Regions from separate parts of the Mus musculus genome. Here all the other regions are linked to region 3. The links are chromatin contacts, called in public HiChIP or PLAC-seq maps. All regions are on one chromosome and are shown on one strand. The core of a region is the stretch at or near the end of the contact, and the rest is flanking DNA. Distances in the headings are between cores, read along the strand shown.

Region 1 (3,621 bases), core at 935-3,434, 240 kb after region 3:
GATGTCCAGCACTGGGAAGGCATGCAGGAGGATACTTGGGACTTGCTGACAAACCAGCTTAGCCAAATTGGTGAGTACTAGATTCGGTGAAAGACTTTATCTTATTATTAAAAAAAAAAAAAAAGGCACACAACAAGAGATGGCTCAGTGGTTAAGAATGCTAACTGGCTTTCTAGATGACTCACGCTCCATTTCTGACACCCAGATCATGCAGTTGACAGTCGTCATTAATTCCACTTCTAGGGGATCCAATATCCATAGGTGTGCACGAGCATTTGTATTCACAAGCTGCACAAAAAGTTATACAAGCACCAAGTACACACACACAAATGAATGAATGAATGAAGAATGAATGAATGAATGAATGACTAAAACGTCGAGGAGTACAGCAATTGAGACAGACACCTAATGTCTTGCCTCCACATGTACCCACATACCTGTACACATATGTGCACACACATGTATATACACAGGGTCTGACATGTACCCACATACCTGTACATATATGTGCACACACATGCATACACACAGATCCTGATGTGTATGCATAAATGCACACTCACAGGGTAACGGGCAACAAAATGCTGGCCAGGCACTGCTTCTTTTAAATAGAAGCCTACCTAGGGGCAGAACAAGGAAGCCAGAGAGAGAATGGGTCATGAGGTGGATCCTGACTGTAACAGTTTCCAAGCTGTGCCTCCCGCCACCTCATAGAAAATTGTAGAAGCCACTTCTCTGTAGGTTACCACAGCATTGCTGCTTTGCACTGCTCCTCAAATGGGCCACTAAGTTCTATAAACATACTGTAATAACATATTTCCTAATTATAATAACCACAATACCATGTTAAAGAATGAGCGTAAAGTAGCTTTTTAAAATTAGATGCCATATTATTCTAGAGAACAAAAACACTTATTCACACCACTTGAGAGTTGTTCATACCACTTAAGCATCTTTATCAGAGTCAGTTTTGGGCATTTTGTGATTTTACTCAGCAAAGACTTACTGAGCGAACGGTCAGGCGCTGTTTTGGATACCGAAAGACATGTGCATCAAGTAAATGATGTGGCGAAAGAGTGACTAGGAAGTACACAGGAAACAGTCATGCTTAAACTCCTATCAACTTTGAGTAGAAATGTAATTGAAGACTTAGCTCTTACATTTTTATTTAAAATCACCCTTAGTCACTGCTTATGCTATGCAGCATATAATTCTGTTTAATAACGTCAGTCCTCCTCGTGCTGCCTGCTGGCTTCAGAGCCCCAGCCCCTGACTCAGTTTGTTTGCAGTCATACCGAGGATGAGGCACCAGGTCACCATGAAAGCCCCCAACCCTGAAGCTTGCAACCAACATCAAGGAATCCAATAGGAAGGCATCCTGTTCTCCCAAGAGCCATTAGGACTCTTCTCCTGTCTCTTCACAAAGATGTTGCCGTGGCTCAAGCCAGGCCTGGTGTTGCTAGAAAACAGCTCACTCAGGTAGATGAAGTTGGTCGCAGTGGAGCACTTCTGCCATTGAAGGGCTCTGCATTGTTGTAATGCCTGGGCATCTTTAGGTGAGTTGTTGTGTTTCCATCAGCGCCTCATAATGTGCTCATTGTCCTCTGTCCTGAGAACGACTGAAAGGTTGACACATTTAAATTTGTCATGAATCAGATGGAAAGTATCAGGAAAATGACGGTGTCAGTGTTGCAAATGGAGCTTTAGCAGGACAAATACTGTGTGTCCCTGAGTAATGTGTAAAATACCGTGGTGGGCATATTTACACAAATATCCACAGTGTCTCAAAACATGTTCAGATACATATACACAAACATAACACATATATACACACACTCTCACACACACACAGAGACACTTAAAACACATTCAGATATATATACACAAACATCACACACATACACACACACACACACACAAATCAGACCTATGTCTGTCTGGATGCTTTTAAACAGAACTCTAACCCCAAGGGCAAGGCACCAAATCCTCAGAAAGAATACATTTGCATTCTTCAAAATTGCAATGCAGTTCCAGCTTTATTACTGACATCATTGGTTACTGAGAAGGGAGGCAAACTGGGCAGTGCAGAAGAAGTCCTTCAGCCCCTGGGCCAGGCCTGTGCACTTGCCATTCCGGCCCATGCTCCAGGATGAAGCGCCTGTGTGTAATGTGCTGCATTCGCTCATTCTGCACAGCGAACACTTACAAGTGGCAGGGAATGAGAATGCACTGTGGCAAGCTCGCTCAATAGGAGCTTGTTGTTAAGTTTCCAGAGAGGTATGAAAGAGACAGGAAATGGGCCCAGCAGCCTCAGCCAGGAGGGCCTCATTGAAAACCAGTTCACAGGCTCAGATACAATAGAAGCTTTTGGAAACCGGGCAGGATCTCTGAGAATGGCACTGTGGATGGAATCAGCCTGCCCTGGGCCTCACTGCCTGTGGTGAGAGGTCTAGGCCCCCCTGCCCTGCTCTGCCACCTTGCCCCTCACCCTTACCTCCCTCCCATTCCTCTCTTTGGCTCTACTTGCTGGGGCCATTAGGCTAAAGATTGGGCTCTGCCTTAGGCCTCTAGTCTGTCTTCTATGTGCAGAACTCTCCAGCACCCGGGGTTCAATCTTGCTCAAGAGATATGTCATGGGTGCAATACCATCCTCTAAATTCCTATGATGAAGTCTTAACTGCTAGACTCACAATGTGTAGAAACAGTTTCCAAGCAGGTGATTAAAGATAAACTGACACCCCTGGGTTGAGGCCCTCACCCCACAGGACGGACTTGCAAGACTGTATGCAGACACTGGGAATCCAGTCACTTGCAAATTGAGGAAAGAGGCCTCTGAAGGAGGAAAACCTCCCAGCACTTTGACCTTGGGCCCCAGTTTCCAGACCAGTGGGAAAATTTGTGTTAGGTTGTGAATGGCATTCAGGAGCTAGCATTTTATCACCACAGCCTAAGCTGGGATAGGATCTTCAGTGAGCAGCCATGATGGTGATGGTATGGTGTGTAGCTGGAGAGAGGTTTTTCAGAGCTTGCATTATCTGCCTGATGCTTTGCAGAGGTCTCTTTGGGCAGTGTGAGGATGAAAGTCTTCAGCTGTGGTGGAACTCTGTAGGAAGCTACAGAGCTGTGCTCTGAAGGATCAAGGTAGAGTGAACTGTGGTTGTGATATCTTTTCTAGGAAGGCCAAAGAGGGGCCGGTCTAGCAGGCCCAACACTTTTCCACATAGATGTGGTTTCCTGAAGATTCATGAAGTATAAAATTAAAATGCAATATGCAGGTCAATATAGATCTATTTATCAACTTTATAAAATTTGAAAATGAATATAAAGGTTCTATAAAATGAGATTTGAAAATGGGCAGTTTTATAGTTTTCCATGTATATACATATATATTTGTGTGTCTTTGTGCATGTATGTAAATGATCCTGATACATGGGCATGCCCAGCAATAGAAGTAAACTGATTTCTAGAAACTAATGGTCATTTCATCACTTAAAATCACTTAAAATTTAAAATTTTGAATTTTGCATTAAAACATATTATTTTACTCAAACAAGTTCTAGAGTGGGCAAAACTTACTAGCACCTAGAGGCTTGCGTTCTAGTGTGTGGATCAGAGCATAGG
Region 2 (3,141 bases), core at 640-3,139, 210 kb after region 3:
AACTTGGTGCTATCACATACTGACAAATAGGCCACTCCTGTTGACGATTCTTAGTAGCATTTACTCCCTTGTGGGACTTTCTGTCCTGGAGAAGCATCAATGGCCCCGTAGGACACTCCTCTCCAATGCTCAGTAGTGTCTTTCTCACAGAGACATCGAAAGGGGGCCATTTTAGCTGGACACTGGTGTCCTTTATGTATGCGATGAAGAAGTTGTTTTACCAAGGGTGATGGGCATTCAAATGACAATGGTGCATACTCCACCCCAAAATTAATTGAGCTTTAAAATACACATGCTCATAAACACATACTAGAATGCTTTTTTGAAATTAATAAAATCCAAAAGCTAAATCCTAGTGGAAACTGCATAGTTTACAGTATAATTCTTATCTTATCAAAGCCTTTTTATATACAAAACTCCATATGAGAAGAATTAGAATAAATAATAAAATATTAATACATAAAAAGGTTATACAATGTAAACATAGGAATAATGAATCTACAAAGCGTATATCTTCTTTGTAAATTTTGTTGTAAGCTAATGGGTCTTTTTCCTATAGAAGCCACAAAATCCTCTCTGCTAACAAATCCACTACAGAAAAATGATAGAGAAAGTGCATTACACCATGTTTATGAAACTCAGTGTCTAGTTCTTAAAGGAACTTTGTACAGCCTATGTATGCTATATCGAAAGTAATCGAACTGAAAGGCTTTTAAGTTACAGAATGCAAACCATCTCGAGTCATGTCTTTTAAAAATTGCAGCTCAGTGTGGTGGCGCAAGCCTTTTATTCCAGCCCTTGGGAGGCAGAGGCAGGCAGATGTCTGTGAGTTCAAGGCCAATCTGGTCTCCATAGTGAGATTCAGTCCAGCCAGGGCCTTCACGATACAACCTTGTGATTTATGGAAGCACCTGCCTGCTTATTTCCCCTTTTGTTGAGCTAACTCTTCTTTCCTCACTGAGAATTTCCTCTGTGGCCCTGGGCAAAAGCCACAGAACCCAAAAGAGAGACAGCTTTGTTCCAGTGGCGCTTTGAATAGCTAATGAAAGTTGCCTTGAAGCTTCAGCCTGCCTGTGCTGCTTAGATATGAAGATGTACCAGGCCTACCTTGTTCCGAACGTTCTCTATGAAAACTCTGGGGATTATGTATAACAATGAGGTCTGGAAACCTGACAGTGCAGATGCTCTGACCAAGAGATATCAAAAGGAGCTGCTGAGAAACAAAACGACACCTGTTGAGTTTTATCCTCCTTGTTGCTGAAGACAAGTTTGGGTGTCAATGTAAGACTGACCATTAAAAACTCTGGGAAGTGGACTAATTAATAAGATAGCAGCAAATCACAGATTGCTTTCATCAGTAGGTCATTAGGACAATAAGAAGAGAGGAGTGAGCCTAACTTGTGGTCCATTCCTGCTCACAACAAATTCTGAAGCCAAGTATAATAACTACAAGGCTCCTCCGAGGGAAAAATTAGATTTCATATGTTGAGCTTCTTTTGCTTGTAGATGTCCAAATGTTTTAGCTACACATTTTACATCTAATTATTTTGCCCTACATAGAAGTACAGTAACTCCACTTGCCCTGGCCTTGCCAGCAAATGTTTGAGGTGCTTGGGCAGAGTCCTTCTAAAGGTCCCTTTGCCAGGCTGAGTCTTAGGCTGTTGTGGAAGGACGGACGCTGCAGATTCAGGACATTCCTGAGCCAAGACTGCTACACCCTGGTCTCCGTAGCCCTCAAAGTTTTTTATCCTAGAACTGCAGAAGGACAGGACATGAGGGCGGGAGGGACAATGTGCCAGAAGGCTGCCTGCCATGTCCTAGGGTTTCCCGGCAAGACACATCACAGAGTAAAGGCATGTTTGAGGCAAAGCCCATACCCTCCCCCTATCCCCATCCAAGAGCATTGCTAGCTTTCTCTGAAAGCATCAGGGAAACTAACCCCCCTGCAAGGGCCTCTGTACATAGCCACTCAGGAATGGATGTGCCCGGGGCTCTTCTGACTCCCCGACTAAAGGAAATACCAAAGACTAAGCCCTGATTGTGTGCAGAAGACCCCACCTACATCTTGCCTTCACTCCACAGCAACCATTAAAGCCAGGTCACTTCTCAGAGGTATCCATATGCCATATTCTTCTATTCACTGGGTTGTCTTCTGAGGTCCTTGCCAGGGAAGGGCCTCCTACTGAAGCTTCTTTTTTTTTTTTTTTTTTTTTTTTGTCTCAGAGGTAAATGATACACATATTTTCCCTGGGTGGAGACGTGTGCTTACAAAGAAAGTGGAAGATCAAGGACCCTTTTGTTTGGCAGGCAGGGTGTGTGCACTGAGGCAGCACAGGAAACCTAAGCCCACATCACAATCAAGATAACCTCCACAAAAAACACTCCAGCCCATCCAATTATAAAAAGCCTGATTGATTTTTTTTTTTTAAAGTTTCTTTCTCTCTCTCTTTTTTTAACCCTTCTGGAAGTGACTCTTTTCCAGATAACCCTTAGCCCTAGCTTTTCCATACCCTGGAAGAAGAGACATTTCTTTTTCTTGTAATTAATCACTTTATTTGTTTACATTTCAAATGATATCCCCCTTTGGGGTTTACCCTCTGCAAACTCCCCGTGCCGTGCTCCCTCCCCTTTGCCTCTATGAGGGTGCTCCCCCACCCACCCACCCACTCCTGCCTCACTGCCCCAGCATTCCTCTACAATGGGACATCAAGCCTCCACAGGACCAAGGGCCTCCCCTCCCATTGATGCCAGATAAGGCCATCCTGTGCTACATATGTAGCTGGAGCCACAAATCTCCTGATGGGTACTCTTTGGTTGGTGGTTTAGTCCCTGGGAGTCTGGATGGTCAGGTTAGTTGATATTGTTCTTCTTATTGGGTTGCAGTCCTCTTCAGCTCCTTCAGTCCTTCCCTTAGCTCAGAAAGAACCATTTCTAGGAGTAGAAAAAGAAAACCATCTGTGGCCCCCTGGTGTATGGCCCTGTAGAGACACACAGCAGTTACAGGATCGGTCATTGTAGTCATCGGGGCACGAGCTGACGTGCTAGGCCGCTGGGCACCTGCATGGCCAGTATCCAGCTACACCTGAGTCTTTGTTGAGGCCACTCGTGTTTGCTCAAAAGGGCAGGGGAGATTATGGCATT
Region 3 (3,362 bases), core at 805-3,304:
TCTGGGTGCGAGTGCTGGCAGTGCGTGTAAAACACAGCAACTGTAGAAACTGCAGATTTCTCCTTCCAGTTGATTCTAGCCTTGAGACATCATGGTTTCCAGGTTGCCTATCAACATCTAGTTAAGTTTCCCTGTTCCCAACATAACAAGCATGTTCAAGTCAAGTTCTGGGTGGTCCATAGTAGGTGTGCTCTACTAGAGCGTGCATGGCTGTCCCAACCTCTGCCCTTCTGTATGTGCCTCTGTGCACTCGTCTTTCCTTAATTTCCAGGCTGTCCTGAGTCAGTTCAAGTCTCGACTGCTGAGGACATGGAAGCATTCTCAGGCACATCTTATCTTTGACCCCCTCTTAATCTCCTAAATAAATGGAGGCTCTGATATTTTAGGATAGACTAGGAATTGCCAAAAGTAAAGAAAAAGTTTTTTAAAATTACATGGGGGGGGGGGGTCAGGTACTTTGAAAAAAGTGAAACACATGACAAAAAATATGTTTGGGATGTCACCAGTTTCACACACAATAAATTAATGAAAATCCCCAAATAACTTTATGATTGGAATATGTACGGCTGGTGAAGTGGCTTGGACAGTGGCACGTGTCAGTGCATCTGCTGATCTGATGGCGATCCCTGAATTAACATGGGATCCACGTTTATAGGGAGTAGCTGGGGGAAGGAGGAGATTCCACGTTTTCAGGGAGTAGCTTACTCTGCCCGTCTCATAGCAAAGCATGTGCTCACCCTAAATGACTACATTTCCAAAGCTTAAGAGACGTAGATTTGGTAGCTACACAAGTGTTGTAAAAGATCTATTTGCGGTAAAATGTCCGCTACACGTGAAACCTGGATGGGTAACTCTTCCTTAATGTGTTTACCTTCCAGGTTTGCAGAAAACTGTAGTAGCATTCTGACTTGCGAGACAGACTGACATGAGTATGTTTGTTGTCGAGGCACGTCCTTTTGATGTGTGATTTTTTTTTTTTTGAGCAAGTTATTAACAGATACGGTAAAGACACCTACTGATTTTGATTGAATCTTCATAATTTCATGAGAATTAGCAGTGGCTATTCAGTTCTTCATCTTCAGTCCCACTTTTAAAGAGCTATCTGATCAATACTACCTGCCTTTCCTTCATTTGTAAGCCTTTCCACAGAAGGCTTATTGAAAGGGAGATATGTTTCCTTTTATTTAAGGAAATGTAACTGTACCATTCAAATGCAATCAAAATACAGGGTCAGCATTTTGGGGTGTCATGGGCTTTCCCTGTGTCTAGCATGACCAAGGAAATCATGTTCTATGGGGAAATGCTTAGTGGATAGATGGGAAGGGAGATAGCCATAGGCTATGCATACCAAGGGGAATTTGGTTGATTTAGATGGAACTAGAGATTCTCATATTTTCTGTTCAGAGGGAAGGGGAATGGGAAGTTTGAGCCTCATAATACAGTGCTTCTGAGGTGTGGCTCCTAGGAGAGAGACTGAAGGGAATGCACGTAAAGATTGATCTTAGCTACCTGAGATGAAATATAACAAGGGATAGAATTTGGGAAGGACTGAGTATTTTGATAATGTTTATTTTTAACTAAAGACCATCAACCTAAAGCAGAAAGAGAAGTCTAAAGTCCAGGAATTACAGAAATGGCAGTTGTTAGGAGCCACCCTCACTCCATTCATTTCTTTACCGTAATGACTACACATTATAACTACAGCCTTCCATGCTTAGGTGGCCAGTGTTCAGGTTAACTCTTAGATAGAGGACAGAAAGTCCTGGCATCCATCTTCGAAATCTGTGATACTACTCAAGTACAGCATAACCTACGGAGGATAATTCTACAGATGCTTTTATATAAATAGGATTTGACAGGTTGAGTGGTAGTGTTATTTCAAGAACTTTTTTTTCATACTTGTTTTAAAACATTCTACTGGTTTCTTTCATTTTACTGTAGGTTCTTGTGTGTGCGCGCACGCCTGCATGCAAAAGTAGTTTTCAAGTAGGCTATTTAGCTTGTGTCTTAGCCAAGCACATTGTGTGAAGAACTTAAAATGCTTAGTCATGTGCATTTTCTTATTGGTATTCCTCTGGTGCCTTCGACCAAGGGCACTGGCATAATACGTAAGTCCAACCAAAGAAACAGGGCTCACTCTGTTTTGACAAGGCATTATTCATGATCGTGAATTTATATAAATGTTAGGAGAATATAAGAATAAAGAGATGCTCTAAGTATGTGAAAAACTGAAACAAGTGTTATTTTTAATGCTAGGATCGTAAGATGTAATTCTAAGCAATCAGATGAAATGAATTATTTCTGCAAAGATAACATCTTAAGTGTATACTTCAGACATACAACATGAAAAATACGGTAGGCTTCCTTTACCTGTTATAAACAACAACAAAAAAAATGGGCTCAGTTATGCCAGGAGGAAAATTGTCTTTTGTAACTTAAAATGCATTGTATTCTGCCATTACTTTCCTAGTGCCTGCATGCCTCTCTCTCTCTCTCTCTCTCTCTCTCTCTCTCTCTCTCTGTGTGTGTGTGTGTGTGTGTGTGTGTCAGAGGAGACAGAGAGGGAGAGAGACTCCTTTAAAAATGAGAAAGCTAGCTTTGCTTTATTTCTGACTTATTGAGAGTAAGCCTACAGCTATTGTACATTATTACTGTCGTCATCATCATCATTTTTATTATTATTATTTTACCATCTCCTTCATTAATGTATTTTCAAGTATGATCTGACCTTACTCCCTTGCTGACAATGTTTTTATTAGCTTAGGGATTCTAGCTTCCAAGTTCTATTTTTCCCCAAAACACAAGTCATAGATTTTATAGTGTAACTATTTGCAACATCAGGAATCGAAGTACTACCGCCAGGATGGTCAAACTTGCAACCTTGTTGAAAAACCCAGAATGCTCCTAAGACAGTGAAATTAGATTCATGCCAGGATGGAGAGGGGTAGCTAAAGTCGTCTGGTCTCAGTCTGTCACTGCCGTAGCTTTACGTTGAGATAAAATGAAGGAGGGTGTGTGATTTGCTTAGTGCGGGTGCCTAGATTCCTTGATGGAGCATGTAGTAACCGGAACACATTTGATTAGTGAGATTTACAATTCTCTTCATCCTTCGTGATAGAGTTCAAGTTTATACTGATGGACAAATGTGAGCTAGTGTGTGAGGGCATGCAGTTCCAGGCTCGGTAACAAGAGGCTTGCCTTTTGTGTCTAACCAGCTTTCCACGGTTCAGGGAAGCAGGACAGCACTGGAGGTCTGGGTTTGTGTGAGAAGCTGTCACTGCCACATCCCAGGCAGAGGTCCAGCCCTGTTTGCAGTTTCTTTCCTCTTCCCTTTCTCCTTTTCTTCCCCTTGCCTCCTGACA

What was found. HiChIP or PLAC-seq counts read pairs in DNA pulled down with a chosen protein or histone mark.
Region 1: a contact with region 3 is called in an H3K27ac HiChIP or PLAC-seq map of oligodendrocyte precursor cells, with 5 times the contacts expected there. The contact joins two enhancer-like sites. A contact is called at or near these places in 1 of 484 Hi-C or Micro-C datasets (forebrain), 5 of 115 datasets of contacts at active chromatin or transcription factors (astrocytes, embryonic basal ganglia, neural progenitor cells and 1 more) and 2 of 9 other capture datasets (adipose tissue and liver).
Region 2: an H3K27ac HiChIP or PLAC-seq map of neural progenitor cells shows a contact between it and region 3, with 4 times the contacts expected there. The contact joins two enhancer-like sites. A contact is called at or near these places in 1 of 484 Hi-C or Micro-C datasets (bone marrow-derived macrophages), 1 of 115 datasets of contacts at active chromatin or transcription factors (neural progenitor cells) and 2 of 9 other capture datasets (embryonic stem cells and liver).

What each region holds. Positions count from the first base shown.
Region 1 is chr15:30,691,672-30,695,292 of GRCm38.p6, forward strand. The region is part of intron 9 of Ctnnd2 (catenin (cadherin associated protein), delta 2); the gene reads left to right. It overlaps Gm41283 (a long non-coding RNA gene), which reads left to right. Exons shown (of 2, transcript XR_875095.2): 1 at 1-3,621. Among named protein-coding and RNA genes, the nearest start is that of Gm41283, 10 kb to the left of the region's middle. Within about 2 kb of position 2,185, at least 58 of the 459 cell types and tissues checked have an H3K27ac peak or open chromatin away from gene starts, as enhancers often do. A contact at or near this core is called in embryonic basal ganglia, neural progenitor cells and oligodendrocyte precursor cells, where this site is marked.
Region 2 is chr15:30,659,967-30,663,107 of GRCm38.p6, forward strand. All of the region lies in intron 7 of Ctnnd2 (catenin (cadherin associated protein), delta 2), which reads left to right. Among named protein-coding and RNA genes, the nearest start is that of Gm31841, 21 kb to the right of the region's middle. Within about 2 kb of position 1,890, at least 35 of the 459 cell types and tissues checked have an H3K27ac peak or open chromatin away from gene starts, as enhancers often do. A contact at or near this core is called in neural progenitor cells, where this site is marked.
Region 3 is chr15:30,448,902-30,452,263 of GRCm38.p6, forward strand. The region is part of intron 2 of Ctnnd2 (catenin (cadherin associated protein), delta 2); the gene reads left to right. Among named protein-coding and RNA genes, the nearest start is that of Gm41284, 52 kb to the right of the region's middle. Within about 2 kb of position 2,055, at least 28 of the 459 cell types and tissues checked have an H3K27ac peak or open chromatin away from gene starts, as enhancers often do. A contact at or near this core is called in embryonic basal ganglia, neural progenitor cells and oligodendrocyte precursor cells, where this site is marked.